Linked DNA regions of Mus musculus: region 2 is linked to region 1. The links are chromatin contacts, called in public Hi-C maps. All regions are on one chromosome and are shown on one strand. Each heading gives the region's core, a stretch centred on a gene start, on an enhancer-like site or on the middle of the called end of the contact. The rest is flanking DNA. Distances are from core to core; before and after follow the strand shown.

Region 1 (5,962 bases), core at 845-3,344:
TTGTACATCACCAAGTCCAGCTGTAGCAGATATAACCTTGGCTTATCTCAGGAACACAGCTTCTTTGAGCTCTCAGAAAACACTCCTCAGAAGACTCCACCTCAGTGATGCTGGTCTCTACTAATTTCTTTTCTTGAGCTAATCAGCATCTATTATCCCAGTACCTCCTTCTACTCTTGACTGAAACCAGAGCCACATGGCTGAAGCTGCTGAGTTCTGCTGCTTCGTGGGATTGGAACATGTCCTCACTCCACCACCATCTTGTTTTATCACCAGCTTTCTGTTTTTCAACACTTTTCCTGCCTAAGTTTGGCTGTCCTAGAACTTGCTCTGTAGGCTGACCTTAAACTCAGAGATCTAATGCCTCTGTCTCCTGAGTGATGGGATCAAAAGTGTGTACTAAGTAAGCTTTTCTAACTTGGACCTTGCTCACTTCCAGGCTGACCTGGGACTCAAGGAATCTGTTTGACTCTGACCTTGGAATTAAAGGCATGTACCACCATTCCTGGACCTAAGATGTTCATGGTGACTAGACCTCAAGAGCCTAGCACAGATGTCTCCTTCATTTTTAGATTGTAGTTCCTTCCTGATTAAAAGTCCAAACGAAAACAATAACCAGGTCAAAATAAAGCCTAACATGATATAACTATCCCTTATTCAATGCAAGCACACAAACAATAAGCTTACCTGCAAGGGATCTTGCCCTTTAGTCACCACGCCCTTCATGCCATTTAATATCCTTGAACACAGGATTTAGCTCCAGTTTACTTTCTGGTACGGCTTTAATCTTTCAACCATATATTTTGTATTTTTCCTTTCTAAGCTTACTATGCTTGATCAAAATGTTCTTCATGAAAGTAAAGCAGAGGGCAAAGTCTATGCTGGACTTTTTTTGACTTCCTTTGTCAATGAAATTAATCCAAATCTCTTTACCTCTTCAGATGAGAGCAAAAATCAGCTGTATTCTTCACCAAAATAGCACAAAAATCTCTAGGTTGTTACATACTAAAATTCTTCTCCTCTGAAATTTCTTGAGCCATGCCTATCAAGATCTAATCACCCCAGCACCAGTGTCTTCCATGCTTCTACTAGTAGGGCCCAATAATTCACACTTAAAGTATTCCTCTGCTTTACAAAGTCCCAAAATCCACACTCTAAACAAAAACATGGTCAGGCCTACAACAGCAATTACCCCAGTCCCTATTAAACTGTACCTCTGAAACTATAAGCCAGTGTCAATGAAATATTTGCCTTTATAAGAGCTGCCATGCTCATGGTGTCTCTTCATAGCAATAAAATCCTAATCACGACATCTACTAAGCAAATTTTAAAACTCATAAGCATTCTTCAATAAATAATACATTACAATATTACTCTGGGTGAACACTGAAGGTTATCAAAAACAATCTTTGTAAACATCTACTATAAAACAAAGTTCAATTCCAATAGTTTTAGCAACTAGTTGAACACCACACAGTATAAATATTAAATTGAAACTCTAAAACATTCATTATGAAATGCCAGTTAGAAAAGATAGAAACAGGAGCATAAAGGACCTAAAAAATGCACTACTTTGTATTTTTACCAGTATCTCACTTGAAACTTTAGTCCCTGGGCCCTGATGTGAGCAACCGAGCACCATAAAGGTGCGGGGGGGTGGGGGGGGTGGGGGTGTTCAAATCTAAGTTCTATCCACAGCACAGTGTGTTGATCCTAGCCTAGTCATACTTCCCCTTATTTCAACTTCCTCTCCTATAAAATAGGATTGACCACAGTATCTTAAACTAAATATGAAGTAGCAAAAATAATAATCCACAGCATGAGGAGCTGCATCAAAGGGTCATGATATTAAGAAGGTTAACAACCACTGTACTATGTACAGGGATGTAAAATTCAAATCAGAAATTCATGAAGCAGCACTACTATACACTGAGATAGTTTAAAATATGCAATTTCAAACCAATCCTCTCTGATGGCACAGAAAACAACATGTAAAATGTGGTGTGACTGGGCTGGAGAGATGGCTCAGTGGTTAAGAGCACCGACTGCTCTTCCAAAAGTCCCGAGTTCAAATCCCAGCAACCACATGGTGGCTCACAACCATCCATAATAAGATCTGACTCCCTCTTCTGGAGTATCTGAAGACAGCCACAGTGTACTTTCATATAATAAATCAATAAATCTTTTTTTAAAATGTGGTGTAACTACCATATTTAAGGAAAAAGTAGGAAGTGTTTTTCCATAAGTTGTTGTTATTAAGACCATATAATAATCAAGAGAATAAATCTGGACCAGCCACCCAATTCCAACCTTGTCAACTATCTAACAGAAGAGATTGCACAAAACATGAGAGATAGCACAAATAAATGCTGCCACCTTGTGGACTAATGGATCTGGTATAATATCCACATAAGCAAAGAAAACAGGAGATTTATTCAGTTTAGTATTTTTCTTTTCAGAAAATCTAGTTTCAGTGCAATAAGGTAATTGGCACAGATATTATGCAATTTTATGGTAATAATATTAATAATTTGTTCTGGCCAACATTGTTTTAGTGTTTTTTAAGCCCATTTCATTAGAAGAAATCAAAGCTTAGAATGAATTACCAATATCCTTCAAAGTACAAAAAGGAGTCACTAAAATTATGAAAGTCTCAAAGCTCCTTCTTTCTTTCTTGCTACCTATTAGTCTTCATTTCTTCTGTGGGTATAATAAACTTAAAAATTTGGAAATATTTCATTAAGAAATGTTAATTTGATATAATTGGGAGAAAATAAAAAAGGCTAATTAACCGTAACAATTAAGTACATCTACTTAATTTGTAAAATTGTAATGTAAAATATTTAAATGTAAATCATCTCTTTGAATGTCTACTGAAAATAGGCTAAATGTAATACAGCCTGGTGGTTTTACAATGTTCATTATTTTATGAAATGGAAAATTGTATATAGTGAGAAGTTTGTTTTTTTTTTTTTTTTTTTCCCGAGACAGGGTTTCTCTGTAGCCCTGGCTGTTTGTAAGCACAGGCACATGTGTGCACATGAGCATATCTGCATGCAAAAGTCAGAGGTCAACTTTGAATGCCATTCTTCAAGTACTGTCTATCTTCTTTTGAGGCCTACAAAACAAGGCAGTAGCTCGAAGATCTCCCTCAACAGCATGAGCATAACAAGCGAGCACTACTATGCCTGGCCTTTATTTCACATGGGCTCTGGGTATCAGACTCAGGTTCATCTCTGCTTTTAAGGCAAGCAATCATTTGCTGTTTTGTACCACCAGCCCCAGAATATGTTTCAAAAATACACTGTCAGTCTCTGCTTTGTATATTTTTATTTAGACTACCTACAGCTATCTCTCAAATTAAGTTTTTATTACTGTATACTAGTTGTACAAGCTATAGAGTGAACTTTGATCATATTCTTATATTCCATGGAAAGCTTTACTGGAGAATCAAACATTAATATTCAGAAAGAAATATACTAGTTCTATACAGACTTGCAAAATTGAAGGAAGGACGTAAAGAGCACCTTCCATCATTACACTCAGACGTCAGATATAAAGAGAAACTGCCACCTCCTGTCAGATGGATGCTACTGAGCATTCTAATTTGCTAGCTCCGAGTAACTGGGAGGCAATGTAGCTTGCAAATTCCAAGACTCAAAGACATGTTATAGCTGCTTCTCAAATTTAGTAAGTTTTCTTATACTTTTTAATAAAAGAACACAGTAAGAGCAGTGGCAAACACTTACCTAGAAACTATGCTGGAACCATTATAGAGATCACTAGCATAAGACAATGTGGCCAACGGTCTTACTGAGTTGTATCGAGTAAACTTGGACAAGCATTCTTGAAATTCATCTAACTGGCTTGCAGTTCTACTGTCATCTGGGTCAGAAAAAAAGCAAATTAAATGAATGACACTATAAAGGAAGCAAAGAACAATATCCTCATATTAAAAAATTATTTTTAAATAAAAAGTATTTTTGAAGATTTTTTTAAAAAGCAGTATGCTCAAATTAATTAGGTGATCTTTTAGCTTTAATAAAAATGGTCTAGGAATTCACTGAAACATCTTTGTATTCCAATAAAGTATAAAGGCGATCTCCTCTAGTTTTAGCACTGATTTCAAGGGAAAATAAAACAATGAGAAATCTTCTCATGAACATAAATCTTTCATTAAAATCAGATCCCAGCCATCAGCACTGATAGTAACTGCTGGAGGAAGATCTACATGTGGTTAGGTATTCGTTAGTTTAACAAAGTTTGTTTAGAGGGATGTATACTTATTCCACATTTATGATCAAAGCAAAATTATACAGTACATATTAGGTAAATAATTGAATTATTTTAATTCCTATTCTCAGTCATAGGTACAAAACTGTAATGTATAAACTGGTGATTCTCAAAGACAACAGTAATGACATCACACAAGGTCCCTGTGAGTTAACTATTTAAAGTTAAGCCATCTGAGGTTTAAATCGTAACATTAATGTACCAAGTAGTTGTCAACTTATCTATTCTTTAATACAGAGGCATGCTTGAAGTAAAGCACAATTACAATACTCAATTTTTCAAGGCAGTTGGAAATCTGCATTTTAAACTTTTCCAAAAGAACTAAAAACACAAAACAAACAAAAACTACAACATACAATTATTTACATACAATTATTTACATTAGTGCCCTAAGAGATTAAAATGTTAAATTATTTATTTTAATGTATTTTCTATAACTTTATTTTTTTCTCATCCATGTGCACACAGCATTTTCATCATAAACTTTTCATGATTCTACTTAAACTTATTATCTGAAGAAACGATAGACAAAATTAAAATGCAAAAAGTACTAGATGACACAAACCATTTTTTTAAATATCTGAAAACTTATTTGGTATGATAAAATTTATCTACTAATTATAATAAAAAAATTTTTGAAGAAAATAAATTCTGGCTAGAGAAAGTACCCAAGGAGCTAAAGGGGTCTGCAACTCTACAGGAGGAAGAACAATATGAACTAACCAGTACACCCCAGAGCTATGTCTCTAGTTGCTTTTGTAGCAGAGGATGGCCTAGTTGGCCATCACTGGGAGGAGAGGCCCTTGGTCTTGCGAAGATTATATGCCCCAGTACAGGGGAATGCCAGGGGCAGGAAGCAGGAGTGGGTGGGTTGAAGAGCAGGGCGGGGGGTGGGGTTAGTAGACTTTCGGGATAGCATTTGAAATGTAAATGAAGAAAATATCTAATAAAAAACTATTTAAAAAAAGAAATTCTGACAGATACTTCATAAATGCTCAGATTTAGGCAGTCAAAATTCATCTAGCAACCTGGATTAAAGGGATCCAAATAAGTAGTGTTTTTATTCTAAAAAGACCTAACCATCATGCACTATCCCAAAGGAGATAAGATCATATTCCAGAAAAATTACACTGAGAAAGTTCAATAGAATATAAATAAAACTGAGTTACAAGGGCAGGCAGCCACCAAAACTAACTACTGCAGTGTTGTGGATATGATAATTGAAACTGTGTATCTTCATTTGTAATCCTTCTACTAAGAGTTATTTAAGATAGTAAGTACTGGCATGACAAGTCCTTTACTTGTTCAGAAAAATTTTTTAATTTAAGACTTCTGAAAACCATTTGTTTCTAGTGTAAATGCAATCCTAGCTGGAGATGGCTCAGATATTAAAAGCACTGGCTACAAATGACTTGGGTTCTGTTCTGGTTCTGTTTACAACCATCTATAATTACAGTTACATAGGATCTGGCGCCCTCTTCTGACCTCCATAGACACCAGGCACACACAAGTGGTACAGAGAAGAATGTACCCAAACATTCATACATGTAAAACAAAACAAACCTACAAAAAAAGGTACTTATTTTAGCATCTAAATGTATACCAATTGTCATTGCTATCTGGTTATAAAGAAGGCTTGGATTTTGTTGGTTCAGCTGTGTTAAGATCA
Region 2 (6,135 bases), core at 1,959-4,458, 600 kb before region 1:
TGAGACTCACCTCCACCCCCTACCTCCCGTTTTCTTTTTGTTTGATTGTTTGTTTGTTTTTATTTGAGACAGGATTTCTCTGTGTAACCTTGGCTGTCCTGGAACTCACACTATAGACCAGAATGGTCTCAACGTCAGAGATCTGCCTGCCTCTGCCATCAGGGCCACTGCCCAGGTGCTTTGAGGTCTCTATTCAACTTTAAATAGTGTAACATGAATGGGCATAATAAAACCAGCACTGATATTCATATTTTTGTATTGATTCAAACATTTGGGCTGGGTGTGGGTAAGAAAGACCAGTACAACAGAAACATTGCTTAGTATTTTTTCTTGCTCTGTAAACATCTAGAAAATTCCTCTGTCTTGCCGTAGTACTTTTGTGAACATCCTTGCTCAGTTTTGAGGTTTGTCTTTAGTGTTAGCTCTGATTTTGCTTTTGTTTTGGTTGCTTGCCTTCTTTGAACTTTTCAGAATGAGAATTTATGGTTCTCTTCATCAGTTGTTTATGGGAGTTGGGGGATATCTTTCTGATTTTATAGGGCTCGTAGGCTGCATAATTTCTCCAACTTGAGGTAATTTCTGATTTGATTTTCAGATGGGAAAAATGAATTACTTCTTTACTTTCATACTGGCTTGTAGGTCCACTCCTTACCATCCCAACCTGCAGACACTCACTTGCAAAGTGTGTGAGGACGATGACATAATTTTCCACTTCACCCATGGGTGCTTTCCACTGGAGCAAGGCTTCTGTAGGTGTGATGTTGGTAGCGATCAAATCCATGGGGCTATCCATGGCTGGAAAAGAATAGGAGAGGATCAGGCTAAAGAAAGAGGAACTGCAAGGTGTAAGTACCACAAACCATCAGAATTTTCTTATGTGGTAACCACCTGTCACTGTGCTGGGTAAAATAATGGGGTGGAGACTGATTCTTTTTCTACCTGTCTGGCTCCACTGATACCTTTTTTTTTGCACCCTTTCTCCTATCTTATCCACTTCTCTCCCAATTGCCCTAAGTCCTTCTTTTAAATTAATTCATTAAATTACTGTGTGCAGAATTCTTTGACGGGTTCGATGGGAAATTGGACATTCAAAATACCCTATTGTATTTTGAACCTTTCAATCCACATGGCGTAAAGAAGTGATAGAAAATTTTCTGATTCATTAGTTCCTGAGATAATCCTGCTTTCCAGCCCATTTGTTCTTTCACACATGCAAGAGTGAGTTTTGTGGGAAGATCGCTGACTGTGAACTTCAGGGAAGTGTGGTGGAAGTGTACGCGCACCTGTGCCAGTGGTCACAGAGTCGTAGCCACTTCTTACACCACCACCCACAAGCTTTACTCTGGACTGTGTTCTAAGCATCCTTTTTGTTGCATAGAGAGTGGGGGTGGGGGTGGGGGTGGGGGCTGGGGGGCTGGTGTATAAACTCAGGGAAGCCAAGATTGCCTGTCAGGCAGGACAAGAAAGTTTGCTCATGAATAAATTATGAATTTTACTCACCCATGTATTCTGTAACTCTTGGATTTACTTATGTATTTCCTTTTCATGAAGTTGGAATTTATTTATAAAATGGATGGCATTGGAACAGTTTAAGCGTTAGCTCAATGTGAGTCATACAGTTTACGTTTGGGAACCACGACCTACCATCGGCCTACCTCTGTTCTTTGATTAAATGAGCTGTGTTTGCTATCTTTTCTTTTCTTTCTCCCCCCCCCTTTTTTTTGCTTATGTTCCTCATCCCAAAGTAACAAGAAGAAATAAAGACTTTACAATTCAGTGTTTTGAATTTTATTCATAATCTGTGCTTTCAAAAACGTCTTTAAATTCAACTCCTATTAGAGTCTATGGTTGGATGATTTCTGAGATGTGTACCATCTCCTGAAGGAGCTGTCATTCTACAAGTTTTAAGATTATTGTGATGACTTGAAAAGAACAACCGGAGACACTTCTGAGCGTGGCACAGTGACTGGAAGTTACCAGAACCAGTCTGACTAACTTGAAAGATGACAGGGTGGCTTGGTGTGCTGCTGAGTTTCTGCTTTTGTGATGTCTGCTGCCTGTGGCCAAGAATCACACGAGTTAGCTTTTGGGCTGAGTCACAACACTCTTATCTTGGGAACACGATATTCTCGAAATCCTTTTTATGATTTTCAATGAGAAAATATGGCAGAATTTTCAGGCTTTCTTGGCTGAATGGTCATTACTTCTGGTCAATGTTTATCCACTGCCTGCTTTAATGATCACTGACAAAACATAGTGCATCTACCAGAAGGAGGGAGACTACGAAAGGTACCTTTTTATGTTTCTGAATGACGTTTTGGTCACTGTGTTAATAGATAATGTTTTGGCGCTTGTAAGAGTATTTACAAAGCAGTGAGGACTCCTTAGGCACACTCTCCTCCTTCAGAAATCACCATCTCTAGGGAAATTTAGCAGCGTTGGGATATCCAGGTGTTCGCTTAATGAGGCAGGCTGAATGTTTTCCTATGTGTAGTGGAAACTGTGGTTTAACTAGAAGGTTCTCGATGTTGAGGATAGAAACTGATGGCTGTGCCTTCCACTGCCATCTAGAGCAAATCTGTGCTAATCCTATGTGATATACTTGCTTAAGGACCAGAGAAGGGAGGCTAGTGGAGTTACAGAAAAGGAGCCCTATCTTCAGGCTTATCCAAAGAGCCAGTTTTCTGAAAAAAGGCATGGTAGGAGACTTTCTCCTCCCTATTTTTCATATTAAAGCCCATCTCTTTTCCCCACCTTCCTTCTGTGAAGGGGCCTGAGGACACAGAGGACATTTCCTACAGGAGAACAAGAACTACATAGTGTTCCTGAAAGCAGCTGGGGATGCCACAAAGGGTCACCTTCACCTCTACTGCCTTCATACAGGTGATGGACTTAGAGCCTTTTCCCTGGAGCAAAGGCAATACACCTATGGGGTGGCTGTATATGATGAATAATCCACCCCTAGTTTCCTGAAACTGGAATAACAATGCTTTTCTGAAGTTTCCTCAACCCCCAAGACTTAAAGAGATCCTATGATTCAAATGTTTGCTGTGGAATCTGTCTCCATCATGCGTCTTTGAAAGGGCGCTCTTCGTAGAGGAAGTTCCATGAACATTCTGAACCTGAACGAGCAAGACTCCTCCTCAAGTGTGACTCACCAAACTCCTATAATTAGAAAGAACAGTCTGTGGGGAGAGAAACCACAACTTGTCCTGAAGGACACAGTGAGTCAGAGGAGCCAAAGAATGGCGTCTCAGGCCCCGGAGCCAGTATCCACTGTATGCGCTGGAGTGATTTCACTCTGCTTCCTGTGTTTGTTTCAAGGCTGCTGCTTATGTCCTGAGCCGACACCCAGCAAGGGAGCCATGTTTACCTGTGTGCACCAGGGTGCAGATGCGTTCACTCTCCTCCCTGCCCCGTACACTGTTGAGGCTTATTTCATATTCAGTAGCTGGATACAGCCTGGTGATGGCGAACTCTGTCACGGTGTTGGGCACTACGGAGCTGTCTAGCCGTCCCACTGAGGAAGAACAAAATCCATCACTAAACGTTCAACAGCTCTCTTATCAGTGGGTCCATGGCTCAGTGTACATTGGGACAGTGGGTCATGAGGCACAGATGGGTGTGGGCTCAGCATGCAATAGGGAAGGGAAGGCAGATACATGACTCATAAATGATAATGGTGGAGTTTAAATAGATCTTATACGCTGGCCTCACTCTTTCATCTTATGGGCTTTTTAGAACAAAAGTAAATGAGCTATTTATTATGTAGGTTTCTATCAGACCGGTCTTCTCTGAGGCGGGCATATCAGTATAGTGGAAGTGGAGTGGGCAGAGCCACCGCAAAAAGTGCCCTATGCAGCCCAGAGAAAGGTAGCCTGGAAAACTGTCCTACCTCTGGCTGGAAGTGAACATTCTCTCTACTTTGTTAACAATGCCTCATATACCAGCAAGAACTGGCAGTATGCAGGCAAGCTCTCGGCCAACTTCTCTGACTCATACATTGGCTACAATGGCAGAATTAGGATCACTGTGGTTCCCTTCAGGGCTCCATGTGGCTCTGCTGGGTCTTTATCCATATCCAGGATTCTAGTCTTAGACTTTATGCTCAGCATAGTATGTGTAGCACTGGCTCTTGGTAAAGCCATCTAGGCCTCACTTCATTGTTTTTCATTGCGCAGCCTAGCTAACGGTGTCCAGTTATTTCCCATGGTAAAGTGTTTGGCTCTCTTGATGATATTTTGAGAGCCTATTTTGAGAGAAGTTGGTGAACTCATGGTTTCTCTGTTGTTCTTCATCAATACACTCTCATTTTGAGGAAGTATGGTATGAGGGTGTATGCTGTGTAGTTGTGATCATGCACCCATAATAATCTCTAATCAACTTCAAGCCTTATTTATGTTTGAGAAACAAAATCATATCATTACCTTGGGTGGGTCGGTACGATACTCGGTAGTAATCAAAAGGCGCAACAGGAGAGCTCCAGGACACCGTCAGGGAGTCCTTAGTCACGTTGCTAATTGTGATGTTTTTGGGAGGATCAATTCCTACAAAGATCAGAGAGTTGTGGGGAAAAGACAGAAGCACAGTTTGAAAGTGGAATATCTATCTATTTCTAGATTTCTGTTGATCCACTAGTGTCCCTCAGGCAGGCATGACCCTACATAACTAACTGGGCATCCCTAACATGACAGTCTGTGTGATGTCACACTTATAACATTGTAGCTATGGCCAAAGTCAGGAAGCTAAATTGGCAAGATCTACACTTCTGTGCCACAGCTACTACCATCTAGACCAACCAGAAACTTCCTTTTAAGTTTGTGTGTTTTATTTCAAATAGAGGATCATATAATTATCTTCTCTAAGGGAAACTTCTCTTGCAAAGACCTAACTCTGCTACTCTTTCTTAGTTTTTAGCAGCTACTTTTGGTTCAACTTGGAAAAAAACTGCCCATTAACTGTAGAGAGATTTCAGAGCACAAATCCTAAACGAATATACTTTCCTAAGTTATATTTTATTTATGGTGCATAATTATGGTGCATTTAAACTGTGGGGTCAAATTCGCTGACTACTTAACATACTTTTCCAGTTTGTGAGTTCTTGTCAGTATGTAGGGAACTATCTAATTATAGGTGTTTTTATATACAAATGTATCATATTTGGGATTGCATTTGCAAATGACCAAAGGGAAATGGCCCAATTCATCTCAAAGTTCTATGTCTTCCAATGTGCAAATCAGCTCCTATCTCTGAATGCCAGGTAGCTACATGGTTACATGCTAGCTCTATGTTGATTCTGAGGAAGAATCATTTATTAGGCTGTCAAGAGATGGCTCTCCAGAATAGAAATATCATCTTTTTACTTAGAAAGAATCCCTTGGAGACAAGCTTTTTCCGGGCCTTTTTCCTAGATTGGCAAATCTAGAACCAATGCATTCAAGACTTGGGCATGCAGAGCACTGGGCCTGTCCTACTTTGCAAATGGATGTTTCTCATCATATGTCTCTTATGCAATGCTGAAAGAAGTACCTGCTACAGAATAACTCACAGAAGTCTCTAGCTATAGGCTCATTCTGCTATTTCTTGAAAGTTTGTCATTTTAGATTGCATTGGCTTGTCAAAAGCTGAAGTGAGAACCCTCTTGATCAACATCTCCAGCCTCACCTGTAGTGATAGAACCCACTATGGGTTCAGAGGTTACCGTCCCATGGACAGCTACAAGGTTCACTATATATTCAGTGGCTGGCTGTAGACCCATCAAGACAGCGTGCCTCTTGGTGGCATCCAAGAGGACCTCCAACATGTCTTCCTCTTTGTCCCTGGGGCTGTAGTTCAGAATGAGTCTGTCTGCTGGGGGAGATGGGTCACTCCAGGTGATATTGACACTGGAGGAGGTCACATGAGAAAAGTGCAAATGGGAGATAGGGCGGAAGCCTGCAAAGTAGAAAAGATTGGCAGCTCTGAAACACATGTGTTGGTAGCAGGCCATTGGGCAGAGATGCTTGATCTCCCTCTATGCTGATATGGGCTATACTTTCACCTGCTGGCTCAGAGGTCCTACCTCCTCTCCCACTCCAGTCCAGGCTAGGCTACTTAGCCATCTACTGAATAGTGCAGTCTAATAAAACTAGAAGC

What was found. Hi-C and Micro-C count contacts between places; a contact is called where the count stands out from the background.
Region 2: a contact with region 1 is called in a Hi-C map of bone marrow-derived macrophages, with 2.4 times the contacts expected there. The contact joins two enhancer-like sites. A contact is called at or near these places in 1 of 15 datasets of contacts at CTCF or cohesin (the NIH/3T3 cell line), 8 of 484 Hi-C or Micro-C datasets (adipose-derived mesenchymal stem cells, bone marrow-derived macrophages, brain and 4 more) and 2 of 115 datasets of contacts at active chromatin or transcription factors (the NIH/3T3 cell line and embryonic fibroblasts).

Annotation. Positions count from the first base shown.
Region 1 is chr1:159,286,828-159,292,789 of GRCm38.p6, reverse strand. It overlaps Cop1 (COP1, E3 ubiquitin ligase), which reads right to left. Exons shown (of 20, transcript NM_011931.4): 11 at 3,750-3,885. Among named protein-coding and RNA genes, the nearest start is that of Mir1843b, 51 kb to the left of the region's middle. Within about 2 kb of position 2,094, at least 2 of the 459 cell types and tissues checked have an H3K27ac peak or open chromatin away from gene starts, as enhancers often do. A contact at or near this core is called in bone marrow-derived macrophages, where this site is marked.
Region 2 is chr1:159,886,669-159,892,803 of GRCm38.p6, reverse strand. It overlaps Tnr (tenascin R), which reads right to left. Exons shown (of 23, transcript NM_022312.3): 12 at 5,665-5,934; 13 at 4,428-4,547; 14 at 3,374-3,520; 15 at 676-795. Among named protein-coding and RNA genes, the nearest start is that of Gm31348, 110 kb to the right of the region's middle. Within about 2 kb of position 3,208, at least 113 of the 459 cell types and tissues checked have an H3K27ac peak or open chromatin away from gene starts, as enhancers often do. A contact at or near this core is called in bone marrow-derived macrophages, where this site is marked.